Linked DNA regions of Sus scrofa: regions 1 and 3 are each linked to region 2. The links are chromatin contacts, called in public Hi-C maps. All regions are on one chromosome and are shown on one strand. The core of a region is the stretch at or near the end of the contact, and the rest is flanking DNA. Distances in the headings are between cores, read along the strand shown. Region 1 holds the start of IL6R (interleukin 6 receptor). Region 2 holds the start of ZBTB7B (zinc finger and BTB domain-containing protein 7B). Region 3 holds the start of C4H1orf43 (chromosome 1 open reading frame 43 homologg).

Region 1 (4,651 bases), core at 320-2,819, 580 kb after region 2:
CAGCACAGCCGACCAACCTAGGCCTTCCCTTCCCCTGGCCTCTTCTGCCCAGAGCTCAGCCAGCCAAGGAGGACCCTCAGCTTGCCCCCCAAACACCCCCAGCTCTGCCTGCTGGGCTAGTTCTACATTTGGGAGTCTTCGGGACCTACCACATGGGCGCAGAGGAACATGGAGGAGTGGGCCTCCACCAACTGAGCCTGACAACCTCCTATCCCAACCTCTGTGACCCTCAGTCTCTTCTTTGGAACCAAGTAAGATTTAGATCCCGTGGTGAAGGATTAGAAAACTCATGTCAAGCACCAGAGGCCTCCATCAACAATGGCTACTACCCACAGGAGTTATAAATGTGTGCCAAGAAAAAGAATCCCTTCACCTTCCTCTTCCAAAGCCAAGGAACACAACCATTCAGAAAGCAGAGAGCTGCAGGCACATCAGCCTCTAGCTCTCTGCAGCAGGGAGTGAGAGACAGGCAGAGGGTGGGTGTTCATTGGGGCAGGAGCACCGTGGGGTCTAGCAGTGCCTTCTAGCAGTGAAAGCCAGAGCCCCCACCTCGCCAGCAATCCGTTCCCAGAAGCCTGCCGGCTGCCCGCATGGTTTTCCACTGTGTCCTCAAAGAAGCCCTCAGACCCTAAAATAAACCTCTGGACAAACAGTTGCCCGGCTCCTCCAGAGGAGCGACTAGACACGCAGCTGGGCATGCCGCCAGAGCCCAGAGAAAGGACTGCCGGCCAGAGGCGGATTACAGTCCGCAGGAGCAACAAGTGCCCCCTGTCCCCCTGCCTCCCCCTCCTGTGGTCTGGCAGTGGAGTCCAGTGTGTGCCAGCCTCAAGCCGCCCCAATCCCTGGCCAGCCTCCCCACTTGGCCTCAATTCTCAGGGGGTAGGCATCCAGCTTGCTAGAGCTCGTGTCTGCCTAAGCGAGTGCCGGCAACAAGGCAGCGGGAGAGTCCGTGACTCAGAGCCCATGAAATCAGTCCCTTCACAGTCAAGGCACTGTCATCCACACATGAACCCAGGGGGCGGAGGGGAGAGCCAGGAGGAGTGCCTTCCCCAAAGCTGAGGGGCAAACGGGGCGCTGGTACCAAGGACGCCCCGGGCAAGAACTCCACTCCGCTAGGGCATCGCCTCTTAAAGTAACCCGGGACAGCTGTGTAAGGATTCCCGGGGGCCCTGGGAAGGACATACGAGAACACACCTTGTCCTGGACGCAGACCGCAGGGAGCTTCCCGGCCACAGAGCCGTCACGGGGAGAGCGCGCCCGGCCAAAGGCGCAGGACGCAGCAGGGGGCGCGCGAGCGAGGGGCCGCCACCGGACAGCCGGGGCAGCCCGGGACCGCACCTTGTGCCGCGGGGACCCAAACTAGCCCCGACCAGGGGGGGCCGTCACCCCTCCTGCCTCCCTCCGCTGCCCTGAGTCTGCGGCAGCCGCAGAGGTTCCCCCACCCACCAGCTGTCCAAGCCCTTCAGGTGCGCCCGAAGCCCTTACCCAGTTTGGAGCAGCCCCTCGGGGCCAGCGCCATCCCGGGCGCGGCAAGCAGAGCGGTCAGAAGCGCGCAGCGGACGGCCAGCATGCTTCCTCCTCAGCTAATGCCCCATGATCCCAGAGAGGCAGCCAGGCAGGCGGGCGGGCGGCCGGGCGGCCGGGCGGCCGGGGCGGGGCGGCGGGCGGGCTCAAGCCCCGAGGGCAGCCCCCATCCCCGGGGGGCCCGCGCTCAGCACGCAAGGCTAGTCCCCGAGCCCCGCGCCGCACTCGACTCGGCTCCCTCTGGCTGGGCTCCTTGTCAGTGCGACTTCCCACTTGCACATGACTCAGAGCAGCGGACGGTCCTGGCAACGCAGGAAAACATTTGAGGAACTCGCGCTGGAGTCGTCTCTCGGCCGGCCCAGAGTGCTGTTACGAAAGCCGGAGCGGATGGCGCAACAGCCCCGCGCACCGGCCGAGCGGAGGGGGTGGCTTCCGGCCGCAGCGCCGCACCTGAGCCGCGAGGCCCTGAGCCCCGAGCCCAGCGGGGGCGAACTCTCCCTCCCTCTCCTTCTATTGATGAGAACAGGAGAATTAGACGCCACCAGCTCGGTTTTGATTTTTGGTTTCGTGACCAGGATTACTCTGTGAAAGGAGCACCTGGAGAGCCTGGAGGAGGCGATGTGCCTCTTACTGTTAGAGTAAAGCAGCGATTGGCAGCCCTTTCTGCCCCCTCGGAATCACTCGGGGAGCCCCCAAAGCCACCGATGTATCGCTTCACGCCCAGAGATTTAATGGATTTGATTCTGACTTAATGGATCTGGGATGAGGCTCGGGCATCGAGATCCTCGATAGAGTAAAGGTTCATCCTTTCTCCGTGCCTGTGTTCCCTGCAGCACAGGCCAGGGACAGATTTGGGCTCTGGAAGCTTCCAAATGGAAGTATCCCCTCCAGACCTCCACCTTCTGTGACAGCTGTGTGAAATCTTTTGAGTTTCTGTTTCCTCTTATGTCAGAGAGAGATAAGAAAGTCAATATCAGGATGGTTATGAAGATACCATGGTTATAAAGATCTACACACTTGACACAGGGTCCAGACCACAGGTGCTCCATCGATGTCAAAACAGGCACGTCCACCCTCCTGATGTGATAGATAGAAACTGGTACTTGGCTTTCAGAAGCAACCACAACCATCTCTTTAAAGGGCCCACCAAGGTTCCCCAGGGACCCTGAATCTGACAGGTGGCCTCAGAGCTGAGTTTGGAAGGAATGAAAATTACTGAAATAAGGTCTAGGCTGAGAAGTTTCTGGCCCAGCAAGTGCCTATGAAGATGTGCTTTTCCACTTTGGGCTTCAGGACCAGGACCAAGGCTCCTGGGGCAGCAGGAGTGGGCATGGTTTGGTGGAAGCCCCCAGGGGATAGGATCCGGCCTGAAGAAATAGGGTTTCTGCAATGCAGCCGGCGTGCTTCTAGGTTTCTCTGTGGGAACCTCCCATCAGCAGTGCTTGGCAGAACCAGGCACCTGCCCCGACCCACCCCATGCCAGAGGCTGGTTTGGGTGGGCTTGCTCCAGCCACACCCACAGGCGAGGGAAAAAAACATGTTGGAAGGTAGATCTTTTGGCACTGGCCCTTTCTCCTGCTGTTTAAAATTCCTTGGTGGCTCAGTGGATTAAGGATCCAGCATTGTCGCTCCTGTGACTCGGATCACTGCTGTGGCACGGGTTCAGTCCTTGCCCGAGAAATTTCACAGGCCACAGGTGTGGCCCTCAAAAATAATAAAATAAATATGATTAATAGTGGCAAACAATTGCCTTTGGAATGGATAGGCAATGAGATCCTGCTGTATAGCACTAAAAATTTTTTTAAATAATAAAAAATAAATAATAAATAAAATGACATTGCGGTGGGGCTCCCACTGTGGTTGCCCCTCCCCCTACTTGTGGCAGATACAGACCTGAAAATGATCAAAGAGGGACTACAAGCTGCAGTCTAAAACCAGAAGGCTGCAGAAAGCCTTCTGTTCAGATAGGTGAGTTTGAAAGAGGGCTATTGAAGCCCAAGAACAGGTGTCTCAGACCCCACCTGGCTCCTGCACCAAAGGGGGCCTTCCCATCTCTAATCCATCAGCCGGGAGTCAGACAGATAGTGTTTCCATCTCAGCTCTGCCATTTGCTGGCTGTGTGACTTGGGCAAGTTACTTAACCTCTCTGAGTCTCTATTTCCTGATGTGTAAGATGAGAACAACAATATGCAAATTGCTGGTATTGTGGTTCATATTAAAAGATCTGGCCCATCTTTATTTTCTCAACCTCATTTTCTGAATATAAATACGTTTCTACAATATTATTACGGCTTTTTTTTTTTTTTTTTTTTTTGTCTTTTGCCTTTTTAGGGCCACACCCGCGGCATATGGAGGTTCCCAGGCTAGGGGTCTAATCGGAGCTATGGCTGCCAGCCTCCACCACAGCCACAGCAACTTGGGATCCAAGCCGCCTCTGCGACCCACACCACAGCTCACGGCAACGCCAGATCCTTAACCCACTGAGCAAGGCCAGGGATCGAATCCGAAACCTCATGGTTCCTAGTTGGATTCGTTTTTGGTTTTTTTTTTTTGTCTTTTTTTGTCTTTTGTCTTTTTGTTGTTGTTGTTGTTGTTGCTATTTCTTGGGCCGCTCCCGCGGCATATGGAGGTTCCCAGGCTAGGGGTCGAATCAGAGCTGTAGCCACCGGCCTACGCCAGAGACACAGCAACGCGGGATCCGAGCCGCATCTGCAACCTACACCACAGCTCACGGCAATGCCGGTTCGTTAACCCACTGAGCAAGGGCAGGGACCGAACCCGCAACCTCATGGTTCCTAGTCGGATTCGTTAACCACGGTGCCACGACGGGAACTCCTGGATTCGTTTCTGATGCGCCACCCCGGGAACTCCTATTTATGGCTTCTTACCTCCACACCTTTGTTCAAGCTATTCCCTCTGCCAGAAATTCCCCTCATTGTCCTACATTCCACTTACCCTTAAAAGTTGGCTGGGATGTCTCCTCCAGGGAGGTGAGGTGTCTTCTCTCTTCCTTGCCTCCCTGGACGCCTATCATCTCCGAGGTCGGATTAGGTGGTCTGTCTCTGTGCCACCTCAGAACCCCACGCTGACTTTGTTCACCACCCCATTATCTGCACTGCTGAGCAGG
Region 2 (4,816 bases), core at 395-2,894:
AGCCAGGACAGCCTGCTGGTCTCCCCCACTCCCCAGCACCCACTTCCGGTGTCCCAAACTAGGTCAGCAGCGCTCGTTTCCTGTGGGTCAGCTAGCACCCGCGCCTCTGCCCCTCCCCTGCTCCGGACCCGGGCTCCCTGCCCCCCCCCCAGGGCGCCCCGAGGTCTCACCACGTCTCAGCCGCCCTTTGATACGTGGGGGTTGTGCGGGGCGGGGGGCAGGGGACCCGCCCTCTCTCCAAACACCAGCAGGGCCGGGGCGCCCGGGCAGGCACGTGTCCGGGCACAACCCGCTGCCCACGCCGCCCCCCCACACCCAGGCCCCCCCTTCGCTCTGGCCGGGACACGTCGCTCTCTTACTTGGTGTGGGGTGGGAGGGGAGAGAGAAAGCTGGAAATTGAAAGCAGCGCCCCCCACCCCTTTGAATGGCAGCCCTCTGCCAGCGGCGCTCAGACTAGGTTCTACAACAACACAGTAGAGACCCCCACCCGGGGTAGGGGCAGGTGCGCCGGCGCCGGTGGGGGAGACGGGTGGTAGGGAGAATTCTTCCCAGTCGCCCACCCTGGCTCCTAGGTTCTAGGGGCAGGAGCTGGCTTTGAAAAGGTGGCGGCGGTACTGGAGCCTGAACGAAGAGAGTGAGATAGAGGGGCGGCAAAGAGAGGGGTCTTTCTAAGTCATTCGGAGGTTGTCGCTGAGCCCCACTGTCGGCAAGAGAGCGCAGCTCTGGAAGCGCAAGAAACCGAATAGTCCAGCCGGTAACTTTCCCCCAAGCCGCGGCTCCTCCAGTGCTCCCCCCACCCCCCATGCAACTGGCCCGGGTCCAACCCACCGCGCCAGGGGGCGCGGTGGGGGTGGGGGGGAGCGTTGTCCTAGTTAGAGTCCGTCAGCATTTCCATTCCCTCAACTCGGTCGGGTCGGGGGTCTCCCCCTAAAGTCACGAAGGAGACTGGGGGAGCGCTCAGCGCCGCCTCACCCTCTCTCCATCCCGGAGCCGCCAGTCTGTCTGATTCCAGAAGTGCAGAGAAAGTTTCTGCGGGACCCTCGGCCTTGGGTTGGGGGGGGCAGCCGTAGTTCCATCTCTACCTTTCCTCCCAGTTAAAATCAATTCCAAAGACCCGGAGTATTGGGAAGGCACCGGGAAGGGGAGTGGTGGGAATCTGGTCTGCATGCGTGTGTGGGGGGGGTCCCACTTTCAGGACGGACGAAGGACACTGCAGTAGTCTCAAGCCTAGGGGACCCTGAGGCAGGAGACAAAAATGGGGTACACTCACCTCTCCGCCTTTGGGTCCGCTGGCTGGAGCTGCTGAGGCTCAGGGTGTGGGGAGAAACGCGTCCCCGGCCAGGCCCGGGGGCTTGGGGCCCTGCTCCGGTCCTGGTCAGAAGGCCGCGGTCAGTGGCTCGCCGCTCTCTGCTGGGGGGCTCCTCCTCCGCAGCCCTCTGCCTCCTCCTGCCGCCCGCCCCCCCTCGGCCGCTGAGAACCGTACATTCACCTGGCTCCCACCCGCCCCCCCCTCAGGGCCCGCCTCACCTGTCCTGCTGTCTCACCTGTCCTCCTGCTTGCTTTCCCCCCATCCCTCCCCTCCCTCCCCCCGCCCCCTGCCACCCCCCAAACTCCCCCCCACCCTTAGCAACACCCTCTGTCACTTCCTGGTTTTTCACCCGCCCCCCCAGGCCCCCTCCCTCCGCCCAATAAGGACATAAACTTCAACCCCTTGGTCCAGCCAGTCTCTGCAGGGCGCAAATGGATCCCTCCCTCCTTTTTCGCTCTCTTCTTCCAAGCTCTTACTTTGCTCTCCGAGCCTTTCCCACCCTCCTCTTTTCCCTCCTTCCTTCCTTCTCTCTTTCTCCCTTCACCTGCCGCGGTCCTTCTCCCCCCCTCCCTCTCCCTCTCCCTCTCCTCTTGCTCCTATCTCTCCCAGTCCACCTTAACTCTAGCTCCGCCCTCGACCCCCTTCCAGCCCTCCGCCGCAGCTCCGCCCTGCCCCCTGCACTCCACCGCCCTGTCCACCCATTGGCCTGAACACCTGCCCATCTCAAGTGGGTCCCGCCTTGCGTTCTTCCAGGGAGGGGGCGGAGCCGAGGGACTGGCCCGAAACCTGGAGGAGGGGAAGAGGAGGGGGCAGTGTCCGCAGCGGCCAGGGAACCGAGCACCCCCATCAAGGGCTCCCACTCCTCCCAGAGGGGCTTCTGTAGGGTCAGCGCCTCAGGAGGGAAGGGTATGAGGAGGTTAAAGATAGCCTAGGTGGGGGCGAGGCGGGGATTTAGGGGATTGAAGGAGGGGGTCCCGTGAGGGGCTAGAATCAGGTCAGGGCCCCAGGAGGTAGGGGGAGGGGAACCACCCGGCCATCAACTCCAGCTCCTACGCCCCAGCCCCCCGCCCCTTAGAGGGAGCGGGGGAGTTGAGGCTGCAGGCACCCTGCGTCCCTCCCCACGCGTGACAGCGCCCCGCAGGGAGGGAACGGCGCCCTGGGCAAGCAGCCTCTGAGCTCCAGCCGGTGCCCGCTGCGGCCTTGGCATTGTCAGAGGGGAGGGGCCAAGTCCACGAAGGGGGAGGGGGAGGCAAGCACACACTCCTGCTCCCCGCCTCCATCCGTCGTCCCCTAAGTGGAGAAACTGAGTCTCCGTGAAGGAGGGACCTCTGGACTTGAATTCGCTCCGAGATCCAAGTGGCAGGGGGGGGGGGCTGAGTCTTTTAGAATGGGTTTGCGGGGGGACCAGGATATGTACTTCAGTGCCCCCAACTGAGGAAGGTAGCGCGTGTGGGACGCTTCCAACTGGGCCTGCGGCGCTACGTACCCCAAAGAGCCCCTCCCACTAGTGTAAAACGGATTCAAATCCGGCTACCGCGGGCCAGGTTCCGCTCCCCGCGGCCGGCCGGGCCGAACCGGGTCGGACTTGCTTTCTCCAACCCCAGCCCCCTCCGCAGGGGGCCTCCCTCCCTTTCCAGCAGGTGGCTCCGCGGGACACCAGCTCAACCTGTTGGACCACAATGGGCGGCGCCAGGGGGGCCCTGGCCCTCACCCGGGCTGACCCGGGATCCCCGCTCGGGGGGGGGGGGGGAGGGGCGGAGTCCCTTTCCCTCCCTCCCTCTCCCTCCGGCCGTGACTCAGCCTCGGGGCCGCTGCCCTGCTCCCCAGCCAGGGGCGGAAAGTGTGAGGCGCCCCTGAGGGCCCAGGCCAAACCAAACAGCCCCCCACCCCAGACATTATCTCACTGGAGAATTAGGGGGGCTCTAGGAAGGAGGGGTAGCAGCAGCAGGCATGGGGCGCTCTCACTCGGGTGATCCGCTCCAGGTTTTCCTATCGTCCCTGTCCCCCTTGGGTCCCGAGGCTGGTCACTGCTCCGGGTTTTCTTCTCGCCCCGCCGGACAGATACCGGTTCTTGAGGGCTGGGAGCCGATGGTGTCCAGGCCAGGGTTTTTCCCTCCCTTCTCCAGCCGTCGGGGTCGCGCTAGCGTGGGGAAGGGCCGTGCCAGGGGAAAGACGGCTGTGCCAGAAGCACAAGTGAAAAGGACAGGAGCTGCTTCAGGGTTGAGAGGGCATGGCCCGAGGAAATGGGGGGCGGGAAAATGGCTCAGAGAGGGCAGAACCAGGGCCGCCAGAGGGAATAGAAAGGAGGGCGCCTTGGTATCAGCCCTTATTATAGAGAAGCGAAGGGGCCCAGTCCCCCATCTCAGGGGGTCCCACCAGGCGTCTTGTTGGACCCAGCTTGGATATTTAGGCGCCTGGAATGCTGTTCCCCGCTTGAGTCTCGACAGTCTTGGAATCTTCTGTTAGTTCTTCAGTGACCCCCTCTCACGTTTCTCTTCTGTTCACCCCCCCCTTTCTCACTCAGAAGTCAGAGAGGGGAACCCCGACTTGAAATTCCCGCCTACTCCCCCAACTCAGGGCCCTTACCGCGCCAAACCACCGAGAGAGCCGCGGCCAAGAAACGCTGACTGGGGGCCCCGCCCCCTCCCACGAAACCCCGGCTGGGCCCCTGGGGCCTGCCGCCACCCCTGCCCCGCCATCAGCCCCGGACTGGAACTGGGAACTGGGGGGCAGGTTGGGATCTCTAGGGGCCTTCTGGGGATCGGGGAGCGTCCCAGATCCCTATGTTCATGCTTAAATATTCGGGCGACCAATTAGACCTTAGCTTGGGGGGGGGGGAATTAGCGGGAGGTGGGTAAATACCGGGAGAGTGAAGTGGCTGACCAAAGAGAAGGATGAACGCCCAGGCTGGGAGTTAACCCCTTTTAGGAAGGACTGCACACCTGGGGCTGGAGACAGCGATTGGGGTGACGGCCAGATGCCGTCGGCGGGGCCACGTGCGCCGAGGAGCAGCTGCAGAGGAGCGGGATGCTTGCAGAGCTTGGAGGAGAGCTTCTGGCGGGAAGAAAGACAAGGCTCTGCCTGGGCGGGATCCTGAGTGAGTGGGTCTAGGGGCCTATTTTGGAATGTGGGGGGCTGAGCTGGAAGGAGAGCTTCAGACTGCCCCTGGCGGCGCCCACCTCTTCCCGCTCCCCGCCTTCCCCCGGCTGCCTCCGCTTCCCTCGAAAAACCCGCCGCCCAGGAAACCGCTGGGGGCGCTCAGACCGCAGCCCGGTCGCCCCCACCGCGACCGCCCAACCCACCTGAAGGGGCCGTGGCTGCCAGGGTTGCCCCCCTCCTGCCGACTCCCCCCACACCTGCGGGCTGCACTATTTATAACCCGGCGCCTATTTCGGGCCTCCGGGCGGGAGCCCGCTGCAGCGCAGAGCTAATCGTCGCCAGGATCTCTGCGCCCCCCAGGGCCGGGGGAGATAAATTTAGCCTCAGGAAGCTCGGGGAAACATTTTC
Region 3 (4,287 bases), core at 51-2,550, 720 kb after region 2:
GAAATTTGGAATTTCTGTCCCACTATGAGAAGATTGGACAAATACCCTACTGCTCTAATTACGTCCCTTAGGCGTAATACATCCTCTGGGAGCCTGTATGCCCAGCCTCCCAAATAGCATAATTGTTTGGGGTACCCAAAACTACAGTATGGACGACAGGAAGCCAAAGACAGCAGCAAAAAAATATATTTCGAGAGCCTGGGCGGTGAGAAAGAAGGAAGGGTAATAAGAGGAGCTGACAAAGAGGCTGGAAACGGAGAGGGGACGCAAGCCCACGCGCGGAGGATGGGAGGCTCACCTCGTTCAGCGCCACATCGGGAGCTCACGGGGCCAATCGCCTCCTTACCTCCCACCCGGAACAAATTAATCCTCCGCACTCCAAACTGAGGGCCACATGGGGGAGTTTGGGGCAGCTCCACCCCAACGCCCTCCCTCCCCCATCCCCCCCCCCCGCCACCCCCAAACCAGGCCGGATCCGGATCAGAGGAGGCCCGCAGAGGGTTGGAAAGGGAGGAGGCCTTCTCGTTTTCTCCACAGGCACCGACCAGGGTAGAGAGAGGCCCCTACCTCAGGCAAGGCCCAGGCCTCGCTCGCTCGCGCTCTTTCTCGCTCTCCCCCTCTCAGGCTCTAGCCGCATGGCCCCCCCTCCAGCTGCCCCAAGCCCCGCCCCGGCCACGCTCCCAAATCGAGGCCCCGGCTCTGGCGCGGCCCAGTAGGCCGCGAACCCAACCATAAACAAAACCTCCAGCGGCCGACTCGAGGGGTGGGGGGGCGCCAGGACTCGCACGACTAGGTGGGGGGGGTGTACAGTGGGGAACACACGGTGCGGGGGGGGGCCTACCGAGGGAGGGGGATACGGCGGGGATAGGGAAGAAAAGAGGGAGGGTAAAAGGGGGATCGCGGATTTAAAGGGGCCGCGGACAATACCCGGCCCCGCCGCGCTGCCGCTGCCGCCGCCGCCGCCGCCAACGCCGCTGCGCTCCCAACTTTACCTCAGTCTCCTCCACACTGACACCCCGGGCCGCGCCGCCCCTGTCACGTGATATAAGGTTCCCTCCTCCCCACCCCCCTCCCTCCTTTTCCCTCTCGCGCTCGCTCTCGCGCCTTCCCCCTCCCACTTGCCTTCCTGCGTCCCCCAGCACGTGACGCGAAAAGGGACGCGCACGCAAGCGTGCGCGTGCCGCCCCGCCACGAGACACCTCACTCCGGCTCGGCGCGTCCGCCCCGCCTCCTCCGCTGCGGCCCCGCCTCTACCACGTGACGCACGGATGGCCTCGGCTTCCTCTTACTGGCTTAGTTCCGCGTCTCCGCACCCGCGGGTCCCGGTTGCCATTGCGTGCCTGAGTCACGTGTTGGGGGGAAGCGGGAAGGCGTCGTTCTTCTTTCCTAGCCCCCCCAACCGCCATGTTTTCAGGCCCGGTCAGCTTTGGTCTTTCCCCGTAAGGAAATGGCCGGGGCGCTTCAGGGAACCCAAGCGCTGTTGCCTCGGCGGAGCCCGGGCTGACGAGGCAGTGCAGCGGGGTAAACCGGAGCAGTTCTGCGCAGGGTGGGGAGGCCATGGCGTCTGGCAGTAATTGGCTGTCCGGCGTGAATGTCGTGCTGGTGATGGCCTACGGGAGCCTGGTGAGGAGATTTCCCCCACCCGTCCCTGCTGTCGCGTCTGACCCAGTAAAGGCCCTCCTCTTGAGCAGCGCCCTGTCTTCATTCTCCACCCACTCACCTGCGCTTTTTTCTGGGCTTTGACTCCTATCCCAGGAGTACCTGGGAGCAGAAGTCACCGACTCGGACCGCCCCGCCTCTAGCCGAGAACCCTCCCTCTAAACCCTAGGATGCAGACCCTCACGCCTCTCCGCTGCAGGCTTCCCTGTATCCACCCCGTCGCTGATGGCCTTGCTTTGCCCCAACTTTTTTACCCAAAGCATCCTCGAGAACCCGAATTGGGGGATTTGAAACGAAGGCATTTTTTTTGGAACGATTTAATTAAAGATTCTTTACTTTTTTCATTTTTTGGACAGGTGTTTGTACTGCTATTTATTTTTGTGAAGAGGCAAATCATGCGCTTTGCAATGAAATCCCGAAGGGGCCCTCATGTCCCTGTGGGACACAATGCTCCCAAGGTAGGTCCTTAAGGTACGAGATAGGCCGCCTGATTCTTCTGATTTATTACGGCCCAGAATAAGATTTACTTTGCCTTTAGAACTGACTTAATTCCCACGTTTTCTCGTTTAGTTACCCATGCGCTGACTTTAGTATATTGAGCAATAAAAGTCATCTTGGGTCTTGGCATACCTGTTCACTGTTATGGCACAGCATGCAGCTTATCCAGGAGCTTAAGTTTTTGCATATGCACAACGGAGGACTTGGATTAAGATTCCCAAAACATTGTGGTATATTTCCCAGTTAAACTTAGGCTACTTTGTGCTATTTGGGCGGTTTTTTTCTAATTTTGTCTTAGGATGGGATTAGGGTGGTTAAACTTAACCCCAGATCAGTGAGAATGGTTGCCTTTGCACAACTTTAGATTTATAAAGGCCCTGTAAGTCATCTAGTTCCGTCATTCATGTTACAAATTGAAACTTAAGAAAAGGAAGCTACTTACCTGAGTGTATACAGGAAGTGAGCAACTAAGTTATTAGGTAATTGCCTTCCTTTCCTTGGCTTTAAATATCTACTGACGAAATTTTATCTCTATCCCATACCTTTTTCTTGAGTTCTATCCTTGTATATGCAGTTGCCTACCTAACATTTCCAAGTAGATGTCTGATAAGCATCTCAAACCTAAAATGTCTAAGTCATAACTCTTGATACCCCACTGCCACCCCTATCCTGCTTCTTCTGTCTTCCACTTTTAAATTGTATCTCTATCCCATACCTCTTTCCTAAGAGTTCTATCCTTACACATCCAATTGCCTACCTAAAAATTTCCAAGTAGATGTGATAAGCATCTCATACCTAAAATGTCTAAGTCAGAACTCTTGATACCCCATTGCCACCCCTATCCTGCTGCTTCTGTCTTCCACTTTTGGGTAAAAGGTGTCTGCTGCTCTTTGTTTGGCCATGTTCAGGGCATGCAGAAGTTGCCAGGGCAGGGATCAAACCTGCACTGCAGCATATGGAAGTTCCCAGGCTAGGTAGGGGTCAAATTGAAGCTGTAGCCTCTGGCCTATACTGCAGCCACAGTCGTGCCAGGTCAAAGCCCGAGCCGTGTCTGCAACCTACACCACAGCTCACAGCAACACCAGATCTTTGACCCACTGAGTGAGGCCAGGGATAGAACCTGCATCCTCATGGATTGTTTCCACTGCACCACAACAGGAACTCCTTTCTTTAACTAATGATATAATTTCCTCCTCCTTTTCCGTGTTGATATATTTCATGGAAAGCCTCAAAGAAGATGCTGTACGCTGAAACTTCCACAGTGCCTCCAAGTTCCCTCGGTACTGCAAATGCTAACTGCTTTCTGTAAAAGGAATATAGGGTTGATTTCTAGTATGTCATGGACCAATCAAAACTTTGGCTATTAGAATTCTCCACTCAGGGCTAGGTGAGGTCAAGATTCCTTTTGCTTTAAACAATGCTGTTGGGAGTTCCCTTTCTGGCACAGCAGAAATGATTCTGACTAGGAACCATGAGGTTGCAGCATTACTGTGAGCTGTGGTATAGGTTGTAGGCCGACAACTACAGCTGCAATTCAGCCCCTAGCGTGGGAATCTCCATATGCTGCAGGTGCAGCCCTAAAAAGCAAAAAAAAAAAGGCATTCCTGTCGTGGCTCAGTGGTTAACAAACCTCTCTGGAATCCATAAGGGTGCGGGTTCTATCCCTGGCCTAGCTCGGTGGGTTAAGGATCCCGAGTTGCTGTGAGCTGTGGTGTAGGTCGCAGATGCAGCTTGGATCTGGCGTTGCTGTGGCTGTGGTGTCAGCAAGCAGCTGGAGCTCCAGTTTGACTCCTAGCTTGGGAACCTCCACATGCCATAGGTGGGGCCCTCAAAAGCAAAAATAATAAAAAAGTAATAATTCTGTAATCTGAAGTCTCATCTTTTGCTGATGGAGGTGTAGATTAATAAAACCTCTTTGTGAAATATCAGGGCATTGTCTAGTAAGGTTGCAAATTTACTTAATCCACAGCCTGATAATTCCACTCCTAGCATAAAGAAATTAAGTTTTGCCATATGTATTGGAAGACATACAAAGATATAGCATTGTTTACAGTATTTTAAAAACAGTGTTAATCTAGATGTCCACTTGAAAATGCATATGTAATGATGTACTTGTATTCCGAAATACCA

The links. Hi-C and Micro-C count contacts between places; a contact is called where the count stands out from the background.
Region 1: a contact with region 2 is called in a Hi-C map of embryonic fibroblasts, with 1.6 times the contacts expected there. The contact joins the promoter of IL6R here to the promoter of ZBTB7B in region 2. A contact is called at or near these places in 1 of 5 promoter capture datasets (liver), 1 of 47 Hi-C or Micro-C datasets (embryonic fibroblasts) and 1 of 2 datasets of contacts at active chromatin or transcription factors (alveolar macrophages).
Region 3: a contact with region 2 is called in a Hi-C map of embryonic fibroblasts, with 2.1 times the contacts expected there. The contact joins the promoter of C4H1orf43 here to the promoter of ZBTB7B in region 2. A contact is called at or near these places in 1 of 47 Hi-C or Micro-C datasets (embryonic fibroblasts) and 1 of 2 datasets of contacts at active chromatin or transcription factors (alveolar macrophages).

Annotation. Positions count from the first base shown.
Region 1 is chr4:95,379,498-95,384,148 of Sscrofa11.1, forward strand. IL6R (interleukin 6 receptor) reads right to left here and starts at 1,570. Exons shown (of 10, transcript NM_214403.1): 1 at 1,486-1,570. The coding sequence starts at 1,570.
Region 2 is chr4:94,795,078-94,799,893 of Sscrofa11.1, forward strand. It overlaps ZBTB7B (zinc finger and BTB domain-containing protein 7B), which reads right to left and starts at 1,645. Exons shown (of 4, transcript XM_021089747.1): 1 at 1,528-1,645; 2 at 1,271-1,371.
Region 3 is chr4:95,518,703-95,522,989 of Sscrofa11.1, forward strand. It overlaps C4H1orf43 (chromosome 1 open reading frame 43 homologg), which reads left to right and starts at 1,301. Exons shown (of 7, transcript NM_001204390.1): 1 at 1,301-1,623; 2 at 2,016-2,117. The coding sequence starts at 1,558. It overlaps UBAP2L (ubiquitin-associated protein 2-like), which reads right to left and starts at 1,030. Exons shown (of 27, transcript XM_021089781.1): 1 at 928-1,030.